Linked DNA regions of Sus scrofa: region 1 is linked to region 2. Evidence: chromatin contacts called from public Hi-C data. All regions are on one chromosome and are shown on one strand. The core of a region is the stretch at or near the end of the contact, and the rest is flanking DNA. Distances in the headings are between cores, read along the strand shown. Region 1 overlaps LOC106510390 (a long non-coding RNA gene). Region 2 overlaps LOC106510388 (a long non-coding RNA gene).

Region 1 (7,330 bases), core at 1,963-4,462, 390 kb after region 2:
ACTCCAGAGCCGTTTTTAAAAATGCCTTGCGAACTCTGGACTCCTGGAATGCTGCTTGCAAGCTGCTCAGAGCTCAGCTATCCACTAAGTGAAGCTCTTTTTATCTGAGCTAGTGTCCCTGGAGGATTCTTTTTTTTTTTTTTTTTTTTTTAAATAATTGTGTTAGAACCTTCTATTTTGAACAACTGGGTAAGAGAGAACAAAAGTAGAAATGGCTGCTCTGGCTGAAAAATGGGGGAAGATACAGCTAAGAAAACCTTTAAGCATGATTTGTTTTTAAATAGATGAAGCTTTTATTTTATTTTTTTTACTTTTCTGTCACATGTCTATATTTCCTCCCTCCTGAAGTGGTCAGGTAGGAGTTTGAAGAATGGAGATTTTTTTTTTGTTACAAACATTCTCATTTTTGTTTATTTCATGCCCAGAAAGCAAGAGAACAACGAAGCATAGCCTTTGTCTTTGGTCTTCTCCACCCCCCACTTTGTCCCATTATGTCCTTTCTACTTCTACATTTAGTCTGAATTTTAATATCTACTATCCAAGAGCACTCATAATGCTCCTTTTTTCAGTGGGATTTCCCAGTAAACATACTGACTATATTGTTCTTAGGAAATTGCCCAGTGGATGGCGGGCACTTGTGTGACACACATCTGTCACCTGGGCATGTGCTTCTTGTCTCCAGCAGCCAGATCTACCTCTTCGACGGACTGTCTCTGTCTCTGTGTCTACATTCCTCTTAACAAGCCAAGGCCAAATTTTACTTTTTAGGGGACATGAGTAATTGGTTTGGCATTTTCATCCTTGCAAAAATGGATTTCAAGTATTGTTTAGGATAGGAAATTAGTCAAAACACTTTTTTTTTGACATGACAATAACATAGCATTTCAAAGCAGTTCCAGAGAGAAGACAAGCATAATTGTATAGGGTTTGCCCAGAGGGGGGTCAGAGGAGGAAGTCCTTACTAGAAATGGAGCCAGAGAGACCTTCCTTAAAGAAAGGACTCAAAGGGCTAATAGACCAGAGGCAGGGGGAGGGAGAGAAGACCTAAAGATTCCATCCACCTCTAAGGAGGCTGACACCAACTGGCCCTGGGGGCCAAGCAGTCTTATTTGTATAGAACAAGTACAAACACTTTTTACATTAAAAAATTTTCTAAGAAGAAGTTTCCCCCCCCCCGTAAAATATTAAGATGGTAAATATTTTAATTGGATAGTTTCTAAACACAATTAAGCACAAGATGATCACAAACTCAGTGTTCTGTGCCTGCCGCCTGCCATTATTATCGTTAAAATCCCCTTTCACTTGCAAAAACGTCTCAGAGTGTGTGAAAAATCACCTGTTAGACAGGATCAGCCTTTAAAAGGGGGATCTTTATTGAATTAAGTGTTGGACCACAGAAGCCCATCTTCGCTGTTAAGGCTTTTGCAATCTGAAACAGAAAGTTCTAGAAATAGTATCTTGAGTGTGGAGGGAGGGTGAAGGACATATACAGGGGGTGACCTCAGCTTCTCATTTCTGATGTCCTTTCTTGATAATGTCTGCCAGGGTATCTAAGAGATTTTATCATCCTTTGTCTAAGGTCAGGAACGGAACAGGGGACAAGCATTTATGTAACATCTGTACATAAAAACTTGTAACAGGGGGCAACTACAACCTACATGTGTTTTCCTGCTAAACTTACACAGTGAGGCTGCCAGAGGTTTCCATAAGAGGTAAAGGCACTGAGAAAGATCTAGGATTGGAGTGATTAAAACCTAGAACCCAGTCTCATTAGAAAGTTCAGGAGATTGTGATCTTTCTGTGGCTGTAGCAACAATGATGAGACAGACTTGTAAATATTGATGCTGCCACCTAACCGCAACAGTGAAATAGAATCCTTTCCTTATAGTCTTTCTGCGTTTCTTGCTGGTTCAGGGTTCTCTAGTGGGGACTGGTCTCACGAGTGAATAAGCTGGCCCAGCCAACTGGCCAAGAGATTGGACGGATCGTAGTCTTTTCATGAGCATTTTATAATGAATATAAAACCCAAGGGTCTACTGTGTGCTGGGTAACCCTCCGAGAAAGAGACAAATAACACTGTTATACAGACAAGAAAACTGAGGTTCAGGGAGCCCAAGTGATATGTGGTTAAGACTCAGAGGCAGGATTTGAAACAGAATTCCTGAGCTTTCATCTTGATGTTTCCGTTTTGTCTCTTTGTTTTACTTTGAACTGTACTTTATTTTTCTCATGACTCTAAGAAGACAGACATTTTTTGGCTACAAATGAATCACAGATGCAAGGGAGTGAGGAGCCTTGAGACGACTAGGTCTATCCTGCTGTACTTCCTGACCTCCTGATGTGGCCTGGGAGGGCGTGGGGTAGAGTGAAAATAGCACTGGCTTTGAACCCAGATACACCTGGCTCCACCACCCTCCCAGCCACTCAAGAAGTATTTTATGTTCTATGATGTACTTTTTTTCTTTTTTCCTTTCTTTTTTTTTAAGGGCTGCACTCCCGGCCTTTGGAAGTTCCAAGGCTAGGGTCAAATTGGAGCTGCAGCTGCCTGCCTACACCACAGCCACAGCAACATGGGATCCGAGCCATGTCTTCCACCTATACCGCAGCTCACAACGATGCCGGATCCTTAACCCCACTGAGCGAGGCCAGGGATTGAACCTGCATTCTCATGGATACTAGTCAGATTTGTTACTGCTGAGCCACAAGGGGAACTCCTATTCTGTTCTGTTCTAAGCCCTTGACTTAACAGTTTTATACAAGAGGGAAAATATTCTAGGTTGAGTTTCTTATTCTGATTCTCAGCTTTGTCATCTCTGACACAGGGTGGAGGGACCCTTCAACACAGTGTTTAAAGCTATTCAACATATTGTAGAAGGAAGAGAATTGGTAATGGAGGGCAACTGGGGCCATGATGACCCAGCGCAATGCGGGTGTTGCAGACTAAGGACAATCTGATTGGTTCAACATTACTAGAACCTCTCCTTCAGACTGGCTGTCTGTGGATATAAGGACATTCAGCATCACATATTTCAAGTAGCCAAGTCCTGAATTCTTTTGTGTTATTGAAGGAACGAGTTGTCGTTTTCCCTACTTTGTATAGACTGAATGTCTGTCCCCTCAAAATTCACAGGTTGAAATAGGAACTCCCCAACCCCATGGTGTTAGGAAGTGGAGCCTTTGGGAGGTGACTGCCCTCATGGAAGAGACCCCAGCGAGCTCCCTTGCCCCTTTCACCATGTGACACAGTGAGAAGGTGGCTGTCCGGGGACCAAGAAGCAGGCTCTCACCAGATGCCAAATCTGCTGGCACCTTGATCTTGGATTTTCCAGCCTCCAGAGCTGTGAAAGATAAAATTCTGTGCTTGATAATATACCCAATCTATGGAATTTTTTTTTTATAACAGCTGAACAGACTAAGACACATTCCAAACTCTGGAATCTTCCAAAATGAAGATGGTTTGTGATTGTGGAATTGGCTGTCAAAGAGTTGCCACCAAGGCAGTGGAAAAATTCTCTTTCTAGCAAAAGGTTGGTATCCAGATACTTACAACGGTGTCTTTTGAGGAATATGTTTAACAGACAGAATGGGAACAGATTTTTTTTTTTTTTCTATGAGCAATACTTTAAGTTCTGCTGATGATAATCTCATATTTACTTAGAACTTTTGGCCTTTCAGAAGCACATTGTTCCCTAGGAACTTCTTCTTTCCTCCTTTTTTTTTTGGCCATCCCTGCAGTGTGTGGAGGTTCTGGAGCCAGGAATCAGACTCTAGCCAAAGCAGTGACAATCCCAGATTCTTAACCCACTGAACCACCAGGGCATTCTAAGTGGTAAATTCTTATCAGTCATTCTGGCTACTTCTTTTGGCTGCATTCTTGTCATTCAGAAGTTCCCAGACCAGGGGTTGAACCTGAGCCACAGGAGTGGCAATGCCAATTCCTTAACTACAGGCCACTAGGAAACTCTTTCCTTTTTCTAATATAATGATTGAGAACACTGCCCTAGGGAACTAAAGAATTATAGAGTGTTAGAGCATGAAGAGAAATGAAAGATTTTCTGATACAACTTCGTCATTTTACAGATTGGAGTGAGAGTGGGATTGAGTCTTGCCCAGTCATTCTTTCATGCATTCATTCACCATGTGTTTATTGTGTGCCTATCATGTGGTAGGTTCTATTCTACATGCTGGGGTTACAGCAATGAGCGAAACAGATACATGCTTTCATGGATTTATATTCTTTATTTTTGCTTTTTAAGGCCATACATGGGACATATGGAAGTTCCCAGGCTAGGGGTTGAATCGGAGCTGTAGGATCCGAGCTGCATCTTTGACCTACACCACAGCTCACAGCAATGCTGGATACTTAACCCACTGAACAAGGCCAGGGATCGAACCCAAGTCCTCATGGATACTAGTTGGATTCATTTTCGCTGAGCCACAATGGGAACTCCGAATTTATATTCTAATGGAAAGGTGAATATTCAATAAAAATTAAACAAATATATAGTAAGCCAGGTAATGGGAATTGTTAAGAAAACATGATTAAACAAGATGAGGGCTAAAGGGTGATGAGGGAGAGTGCTGTTTTAGATAAAATATTCAGTGAAGGTGACATTTGCACAGTGTCTTGAATGAGGTGAGGGAATGAACCATGTGGATATCTGGGGAAAGAGCATTCCAGGCAGATAGAATAGCAAGTGCAGGGCCCTGAGGAGGACTCATGCTCAAAGGCCAGCGTGACCAGAATGAATGGATGGAGGGAAGAGTGGCAGGGAATGTGATCTGAGAGTAGTGAGGGGAGAGGACACATTGTATAGGGCTTGATGGGTGTGGCAATGGCTTTGAGTTTTTAGCCCCTGGAGGATTTTGAGTTGAGGAGTGATGTATTTGTGCTTGAAAAATAAAGCCATGCTTGGACTAGAAGCTAGGTCTCTGCAAGGCAGAGCTTATAGGTGCTCCCACTATATCATGCAGCTCTCTATACTTGAAGTTAAACTTAAAGAAGAGATCTTGGTGCAAACTATTACATTCAAAATGGATGGGTGATGAGGTTATACTGTATAGCACAGGGAACTTTTGGAATATATATATATACATACACACACACCTGGGTCATTTTGCTGTACAGCAGAAATTGGCACAACATTGTAAATAAACTATACTTTAATTAAAAAAAAAAGAAAAACTAAGGAAAAAAGGAACAGATCCGGGAAAATTTTAGGAAATCTCTCTATTTACACTATTACCATGATTGGTACTTTCATCCAGAGTTTGGTAAACACAAAGTAATAAAAAAAATATGCTCACACCTTTCCCTTATCACTCTGAAGGAGAAATAGCAACTTAGATGCATTTCTCCATGCAGAACTTCATGATTTGGAAAACATAATATTTAGGGCAAAGGAAATATGCCTTCTACAGAGAGATCATGCACCCCTTACTTGGGATTTCAATGAGTGGAAATAAGTCTCTTTCAGATAAGTCTATTTGTCAGCTTTCAGCCCACTCACACCCTTTGATTCCGGACGTTACTGGTTGAACTGTGTTTGTTCCAGCCAGAAGTTATCACTTTACACTCTCCTCTGTGAGATTTAAACAAGCAGGTGTTCGAGCAATTTGGAAAGATGCAAAAGTCTGAAGGATTCTACACTGGCAAAGAAAGACATTTGATACAGTTCCTTAACGTTGAGATATAATTTTCTTCTTTTCACTCCTTACTGGATTTAATATTTTTCTTTCACTTACGGCAGTAAAGTCCATCCAGTTGTGCTGAGTTCAGTATTGCATCATGATAGCTGGACTATTGTTTTTCAGACGTTCTCCCAGGTGATAATAATAACTGCTGCTATAGACTGAGAATCTTTTTGGAGTTAGACCTCTTGCATATACTGCCTGCAGGTTGCATACTATTATCCCCATTTTACAGGAAGCAGAGGCTCCTAGAGGTTCAAGTATTAATCCACATCTACTCAGTCAGCAAGTAGCAGAGCCAATATTTGAGCCCTGTCTGGCTTCATTATTGGCTAGCTTTCCATCCACACCATGTTGCACCATGGTGAATGGAGAATTTCCACTAATCTGGGTAATTTAATGGAGTTAAGATGTCAAGTGTACCCTCCTGTTTGGCTGCTCTCCCATACTTGTTTTAGAGTAAAAGAATCACAGAATTCAGGTCGAAAGAGACTTTAAAGGTCATTTACTCCAAACTCCCTGTTGATTCCTGCAAAAGCCTTGTCAAGTGATCCTCTCGCCTCCTGTTACGCTTGTGCTCCTCTAGTGATATGAAATTCCCAAGGCAACATTCCCACTCTTGGGCTATTTCAAAAATTATGAACTTTTTCCTTACACTGAGTCATCTTCAGTCTCCCTCTCATCCTCTGAAGCATGTAGAAGGGAACCTACCAAGTTATCAGAAGACATTGTTCATGTTCCCATTTGGACATCGCTACTAAATTACTTTTTACTTGATTTTTTTCTCTATGGTATAGTTTGAGGTCAGGTTTCCAAATCCTGCTTAATTTCCTCTTCACGCATTTGAGTTGGCCTCTATCCCTTTTCACTGGGAATACCCAGGGTTCAAAGCAGTTTCTTCAGTGAGGTCAGACCATGTGTCTGCCACTGAGTGTCAGGTCAAGCTGCTGTTGATTCATGCTGAGGTTACCACTGACTCAAACCCTGCTGTCTGTTTTGTCCACATTCTTGCTAATGAAACACATCTTCCTTATCCAGTCCTAGTCCAGTGTTTATTTGGACTTGCCAGCATTTATCTTTACTCAGTTTCTTTCATTAGATCACTCCCTTGCCCCAAATGGTCAGGATGTTTTGAATTTTCATTTGAAACAAACCCTCCTTAAAGCCATTTTGCTTCACAGACAGATTTTTGTTTCTTTTGCATGATGTCCTTTATTTCCATTGTATGGATAACGTTTTGTGGCACAAATGGGAACTTGTTTATGCATTGTTCTGAAAGTTGTGGGGAAGGCTGGACCATCTTCACAGTGAGCAGACTACACAGAGGAGTCTAGAGATGCTCTCTGCCTCCTGGCAGATCAGTCTGAAGCGTTTAACCTTGCTTGTAGCAAAATATTGATTATAGGAGAACTTGGGATCTCAAAGGAGAGGTGAAACCCCCCAAGCCTTGCCAGTGTCCCATTCCCTGGGAGCTATTCTAATTTTCAGTATTTGAAACAAGGATGAAAATGGAGCTTTGCCAATCTGCAACACAGAATGATGAAGTTCTTTTGGTTAACTTGATGGTGACTTTATACCAAGAGTAAAATCCTTAAAAGGTAGAATGAGAATAGGTAACAAATATTACCTATAACTGGGG
Region 2 (7,142 bases), core at 1,585-4,084:
AAATTTCCAATAGGCCTGGTCTGGACATCTTGAAAAAGCTATCTCATGGATGTCATCTGCTTCAATTCTGGGAAATCTGTACTTTCGTGTCACCAGATGTGCAAGTTTCAGCCAGGGTTTGGTGCTGTCTTTAGGTATGCTGCATGAATCCAAGAGTCTATTCCCTGGAATTTGGTGGCCCTGTGGCTGGTTGGCCATACCTGATAAGGGCCTTTTCAGCAAGGTCGAAGAGGTTCTTTCTGAAGGTGTCTTTTCTGAAAGACAAAGTATCCAGATTAAAAGGTGTAACATGAAAGGGCTTCATCTCCTAGAAGTGCACTGTGAAGATTCCGCTTTATCATTTTGTCAACAAACCTCTGATGATGACATAACACTTCAGATGATCTCCCATGTCTATGAGCTTGACAACATATGAACTGTAGATTAAAGGTGACTGAGAGTTCTCCTCCCTACCTCTCATCGTTACTCACATGCGTCCTCAATAGGTTTCCAATCTGCATTTTCTCTCCAACATGAGACACCACACCCAGGAAAGGGTCTTCCTGGTATTGAGGGACAAAAAGCTGCCGAAACTGGTAAAACCAAGTCTTGATCAGTGATGCTTTCAGAGAACGATCTTGATCAAAAGGGGAAAATTATTAAAAAAAATTAATAAAGAGAAAGCTTAAATAAATAGAGATGGGAGACCAAAAGGGAGAACTCTCATGCCCTGCAATGACAGCAGAGCCTGACAAGAAGAAGACTCCTTTTCTTTCCTGGCAAAGACCAGGCCAATGAAAAGTCATGGAATCTTTGTTTACTATAGCCCTCCCAACTTCATTTCCCCCCTCTATAAAAGCAGTCTCTTTCTCTTTACATGTTGGGACTTGCATGTAGCTCACCATGGATGCAGACTCAGATTTGCAATTCTCTGCTGATCCCAAGTAAACCCATCTTTGCTGGAGAAATAACTGGTGGTCTGTTTGTTTTAGGTCAATAGATACGAAAAACTTCAAGGCATAGATAAAGCAAGGAGAAGACTGGGACCCACAAACACAGCTCTTAGGTCATTTCTTGCTACACTGAGACTAGTTGTCTCCTTGAATAATAGAAAGTGTCTCTCATGTGCAGTGGTGTATGCAGAAGAGAGCTGTTCCTTTCATGAAATATCTCCATTTTATCCTCCGATAGTTACATAGATTATGTGATGATATTAGGAAACAAAATTCCATATATTCATAAATTTCAGATTTGATTACCATGGTAATCAATCCTAGAGAGATCAGGTTCATCCTGCCCAAAGCATTCCATAGATAAGGATTACAGGCAGTGTTAGTGTGTTTGCCTGAGGGTCTGTCACTACGTAATTGCAAGGAAATTAACCGGATTATCTTCCTTTCTTTCCCAGGCACATTTCCTCAATTAAGAGAGAGAATGTATTACAGGCCTGCTGCTACTCACTTTCCAGGGTGGCAGAGCCAGTAAACATCAGTAAATATTCACATCCAACTCTCTGTCACTTGTAAGTCCATTCTTTCCAATGCATTATACGCCTTCCAAACTTCAGGAGGTCCTAGCTAGGGGATTCCACAAGTATTAGTGCCCCTTAATGTGTCTTAACTTTCCATTTTAGCCAACATGGTCATCCACATCTCTCAAAAGGCTGTGAACAGTCCTTCACAGGGTGTTTCCGCTGCTGCTCCTGACAGCCAAACAGTCTGTTTGGTAGAGGAAAGAAGAGAGGAGGAGAAAAGAAAAGAAGGATGATTCAACTAATGGCATCTTATCTGAACTGCATGTTGCAGTAGGTGATTCTTCTTTAACAGGCAGCTGGATAATAAGGATTGCAGTCACTTATTAGTTTCAAGAGCTAATAAAGTGGTAGTTTGTTTATAAAATTGGCACAAGAATCCTTGGAGTTTAATTCTCAGGAAATAACAGAAGTTCAGCATTCTTTATAGATTGTGGTGTGCTGCAGCTGGTAAATTCCAGCTTGTGACATTGAGGCAGTGATGTCACCACCATGAGCGGCTTGAAATTTCACATCACAGAGATGATCAACTTTTTCTTCCCAGAAAGCTGGTTGGTGAATGTCTACCAAAACATCAATATTTATAGATAGGTATACCAGGCTCTTTCATTCCTGCTTCAGCATTAATCTGGTGCCATAATTAGAAAGTCAGATGAAAAATCAAAATATTAACTATAACACACAATTAGAATTTAAATGTATTGACTTTTTGGGAAGGAGCAATAAGTAACATCCCTTTCCTTCCCTCCTGAGTTTGGAAGTTTGGAAGGGAAGGATAAAAGATCAATATCTCAACTTAATTACAAACACACCTGATTAGAGGTCACAGCATAGCTCTGTGGCCAAGTGGGCTTCCTAATTCTTTGTCCCTGAACTGAGTTTACCCTCCCAGTTGCTGGCAGGGCTGGATCATCACAGGCTGTGAATCTCTCCCCAAGGGGTAGAAGTCACTTCTTGCATTTCAGAGCAGAAAATGTGTTTGTCTTAAGGTCAGTCCATAGTGAGTGACAGAGGGACCAAGAGAAAAAGACAAAGAGGCAGAGGCTGTGCCCTGCACACTCATTTCCTACTTCCTAAGCGTCCCAGTCATACTAATTGGGTAGATCACTTCTCTTCCCTTGGTCAAGGATGCTGACAGCAAAGGGAGGGAGGGAGGAAGCTTCGACTTTATGGGCCAAGATAGGAACTTGATTGTGGAAGAGAATGGTTTGCCCTACAATATACTTTAACACCCCTTCTTACCATTTTCTAAAATGAGACACTGATCCTATAGCACCAGACCTATTGTTCTGTAATGCTGCTGAACTGAACAGTTGAGATGAAAGGGTGAGGAAGTTTTCAAAATTTACAGGAAGTGGTGGTGGCTGTGGTGGTGTGTTTGAGGTACCTAAAATATATGCTAGCAGTTTTTATTCCTCTTTCTCCTTTTTAAAAAGCTATTAATAAGAGCTTATACCTACCAATGTTAAAATAGCAAACCCCTTTGAGCATGTCATCAAGCAACCAGTTAATTCCTTGAAAAAGAGATAAATAGACCAAGCATTTACTTAAATGACCTGTTGAGCTGAATTGACGAGCCAGCTTAAGAGAATTGACGTCAGTTCTGTCCAGGTTGTTAACCCAGCTGCCTTGCAGAGTAGACAACCTCTCTTGCTGTGTCAAATCACAACCTAATAAAATGTTGTCTCTATTTCCAGTTTCATGTGGAAATGTTTAAAAAAAAATCCAAATTTTTTTCAGAATTCTTATATTCATGTATTTATTTATTTTTGGCATAAAAAGGATTTATTATGCATATGTTACTACTATTTATCAATAACATACCATCAAATTAAATTAATTCCATATTAATGATGTGACATATAAGGTTATATTATATCAATATATTATCATATTTTTATGGAATCTTTTTTTTTAATTAGAGTGTAGTTGATTTACAGCATTGTGTCAATTTCTGCCATACAGCATAGAGACCCAGTCATACATATATCCATTCTTTTTCTCATACTGTCTTCCATCATGTTCTACCCTAAGAGATTGGATATAGTTCCCTGTGCTGTACAGTAGGACCTCATTGCTTATCCATTCTAAATGGAATAGTTTGCATCTACTAACTCCAAACTCCCATCCATCCCACTTCCTCCCTCATCCCCCGGCAACCACAAGTCTGCACTCCATGTCCATAATCTCTTTTGATCTTGTAGATAGGAATGTTTGTGCCATATTTTAGATTCCAGTTTTTTTTAATAATTGTAAGTATGATTACATTGTTCTGAGCATTGTATTTTCTTTGGGGGTGGGGGCTAAGACCTTTCTAGGTATTTGTGTATCTCCTGGCTTTTTCTTCAGGTCCAATCATGTCAGATACTAAATGAAAGATCTGTATTTTGGACTCGTCTAACAAACACGTCCCTCAAAGAATGGCTGTTATCTAATCTAAGTAGCACGCACTCTTTGAAAAGCTGACTTTGGGAATCTCTAGGTCCTGTCAAAATCCAACATAGGTTGGTAGTGACTTGCCTCTGGACATCTGCAGACTACTTTCTCATCCACAGGAAATGAGGTGGTCTCTTCTCAGTGCCACAGGGTCCCAGAACTGGTTCCAAGTGACCCTACCGTTGGCAAGCCCAGCGGAAAGGGAGGGACAGTCATTGCTATACTCTGTCTCTATGCCTGAGTGAGGAAACACTGGCACAGCATTGTGAGGGAGCTTGTTGTCCTGTGGGGTGTGGCCCCAAATGAACAGTACCAGGGCACCTCAGTGCTAGTGTGAACTGCCAGTCCTGTTTGCAAACTCAAGCCCTCACATGGCTAACCATCATCAATGCATTCTGTCTTTTGTTTGTTTGATGAACTTCATTTTAGGGACTGTCACATTCTCCTCGTCCCATTGAGAAAGTATCATAGTGATTATAATTTTGGCAGAGATTAATATTACTACTGTGGTTGTTTTGCTACACCGGTCCTGTTATAGAAAGGAATTACTGCTTACTGGGAATATCGGCTGTTTATTGGGAATACTGGACTCTGGTTTGCATAAAACTTGCATTAAATTTGCAAGTCATTGGGAGTTCCCATTGTGGCGCAGTGGAAACGCTAGTATCCATGAGGATGCGGGTTCGACCCCTGGCCTTGCTCAGTGGGTCGGGGATCTGGTGTTGCTATGGCTGTGGCCGTGGCTGGCAGCTGTAGCTCTGATTCAACCCTTAGCCTGGGAACTTCCAAATGTTGTGGGTGCTGCCGTAAAAAACAAAAACCAAACAAACAAAAATGTGCATGTCCTTCATTTATAGTAATAAATCATAGATGCCTCCTTCACACCCTCCCCTCCAGAGACCTCGAACACCTCTTTTTTAAAACTTAATATTCCTTGGGCCCTCTGTCTTCTACACTTAAAGTTTTAAAAAATCATTTGTGGGAAGAGCTTCAATTATATGCATCAAACAGTGACATCTCACAGATGATACAAAGATGAACAGAGTATTGAAACCCTACATTTTGGCGAGATTGTTTTTGGGGTTCCAGCTGACATTGCCATCTTTTATCATGTGCTTATTGAATAAGACGTATTGTCATTTTATGAAGAAATTCTTAAATGATTATTAGTATTATAGAAAGGTTGTTGACAGTTATTTAAAGGATTGAGGCTCTTTTGTTACTTTGTAGACCCACGGCATCATTTTGAATTCTCCTTTGTCAGTTTTCAACAGATGTTTTGTGGAACCTGCTATGTGCTCAGGACCATGCTGAGTCTGGGGTATAACGTGGTGACTGTTGGCTTAGTCTCCTCCCTTATTGCAGCTCACAGTCCAGAGATGAAGACGGACAAATAAAGGAGGAGTTATACTATTGACCTGTAAAAGCGATCATTCCAGGCAGAGTAGCCATCCTTGCTGGGCTGAAATTGAGGCTTGGCTGCTAAAATGTGAACCAAAGCAACATTTCTTTCCCTTAAGAACCTGCTCTCTCCACACATAAGAGTGGAGGAGAACTTGAAACTGTTTAAAATCTAGTGTAGACATAATCAAGCATATTTGATGTGGGATTGTGTGCCACATTTGAAGTGTGTAGGGGACAGGTTAGAAGCCATAGGGCAAGAAGGCGAACCCTGGTAGGCTGAATCAAACTTAGCAAAAGGACTGAGTAGGGGCTGGAGGGAAGTTGTTGCTTCGTATAGGCTGTAGCCTTGGCCTCTGAGCTCCTTCTGGCTTTTCCAGCATCCTGGATCTCTGTGTGTGAATTAAAATTCTTCTTGTTTTGAAGTTCAAGCAATCCTCTATGGTGGGACTCTCCAAGTAATTGACAACAGAGAATAAAGCACATCCTCTTCACTGTGCAAGAGGTTGCACAGATGTCAGAGCATGATGAAGATGGCTAGCCTCGGTAGTCAATGCCACGAGCAGTAGTCGCATCTCAGTAGAGACCGTGCACAGCTTGGAGTGACTGAGGCCATCGGTGCTCCGTGGCTTGGATGGCCAGTAGCCAACAGATGTAGCAATACACCACAGTGTACCTTTCCTGTGGTATGTCTCTAAGTAGTTTTGCACCTTGGAACATTTTCTAAGGTCCCTCAAAAATGTTGCATGAAATGGTGTCATTGAGACCAGTGCAGATGGTGACCCAGACCGATTCTTAAGCATGTGCAAGACCCTCCTGGGAAACTCCTTTGGGCTCCCAAACGACCTCACAAGGGAGTTCTTTATGAACTGGATGGGGGCTTGGCACAGTCAAGATCCAATATGAATATTGATGGAATTCCTATTCCCAAATTGGGAAGAACTCTTAAGCCTGAATCAAATCTGTTTTGTTAGCTTTCTTTCCCAGTCCTGTTCTTGTGCTTTGGTATAGGTGCTTCTATCCTCCCATAAATTCCATCTCTTTGGCAATTTTAAAAACAAGGCTTTGAATTATTTGACCCACGTTCCATGAAGAGGCAGTATCTACATTCCCTTCCCTGAACCTGGGGAGATATGTGACTCCTCAACCAATCGAATAGGGTGTAAATGTGTCTAAATGGTATTGTGTGACTTCTTAGGGCCAAGGCCTCTTGTGCCTCTTGGAGGCCAGAGCTGCCATGTAAGAAGTCCACTACCCGTGACCGCCATGCTGGGGAGGCAACACGAAGGTGTTCTGGTGCACAGTCCCAGCTGAAGCCAGCTTCCCAGGCACCCCTGCCAAGGTGCCAGACATGTGAATGAACCATCTTGTATGCTCCAAATCCACCATCTGCCAGCTAACCACTGAGTGACCTCCATGAATACCGCAAGAAACAGATGAATCACCCAAAAGCCCTGCAAAATATTGCTCTTCCCTCACTTCTCAAGTATGATGAGGTATAACTGAGATATAATTGAAACATCTCGTTTTCAATGAAAAGTTTTTGAGTAGGAACTCTGTAAGTGGAGAACGTTTCTCCTTCAAATCTGTTCAAATCCACAAAATCATGATATTAACAAAATGGGTGTTGTTTTGAGCCATCATTGGTGGTGGTGGTGGTGGGGCAGGGGGTACTTTGTCACCCAGCCATATATAAGTGAAACAATTTCCTTAGGAGCTGCTTTTGGAGAAATGTGTTGTCTTCTGAAATTACGTCGTTTTAGAAATTCAGAATTGCATTTTGCACAATATTGAA

What was found. Hi-C and Micro-C count contacts between places; a contact is called where the count stands out from the background.
Region 1: a contact with region 2 is called in a Hi-C map of retroperitoneal adipose tissue, with 1.7 times the contacts expected there. The contact joins two enhancer-like sites. A contact is called at or near these places in 11 of 47 Hi-C or Micro-C datasets (blood, embryonic fibroblasts, fibroblasts and 5 more) and 1 of 2 datasets of contacts at active chromatin or transcription factors (skeletal muscle).

The regions. Positions count from the first base shown.
Region 1 is chr5:77,352,304-77,359,633 of Sscrofa11.1, forward strand. The region is part of intron 5 of LOC106510390 (a long non-coding RNA gene); the gene reads left to right. Among named protein-coding and RNA genes, the nearest start is that of SLC38A4, 130 kb to the right of the region's middle. Within about 2 kb of position 3,213, at least 1 of the 83 cell types and tissues checked has an H3K27ac peak or open chromatin away from gene starts, as enhancers often do. A contact at or near this core is called in retroperitoneal adipose tissue, where this site is marked.
Region 2 is chr5:76,961,742-76,968,883 of Sscrofa11.1, forward strand. The region is part of intron 2 of LOC106510388 (a long non-coding RNA gene); the gene reads left to right. Among named protein-coding and RNA genes, the nearest start is that of SCAF11, 89 kb to the left of the region's middle. Within about 2 kb of position 2,835, at least 11 of the 83 cell types and tissues checked have an H3K27ac peak or open chromatin away from gene starts, as enhancers often do. A contact at or near this core is called in retroperitoneal adipose tissue, where this site is marked.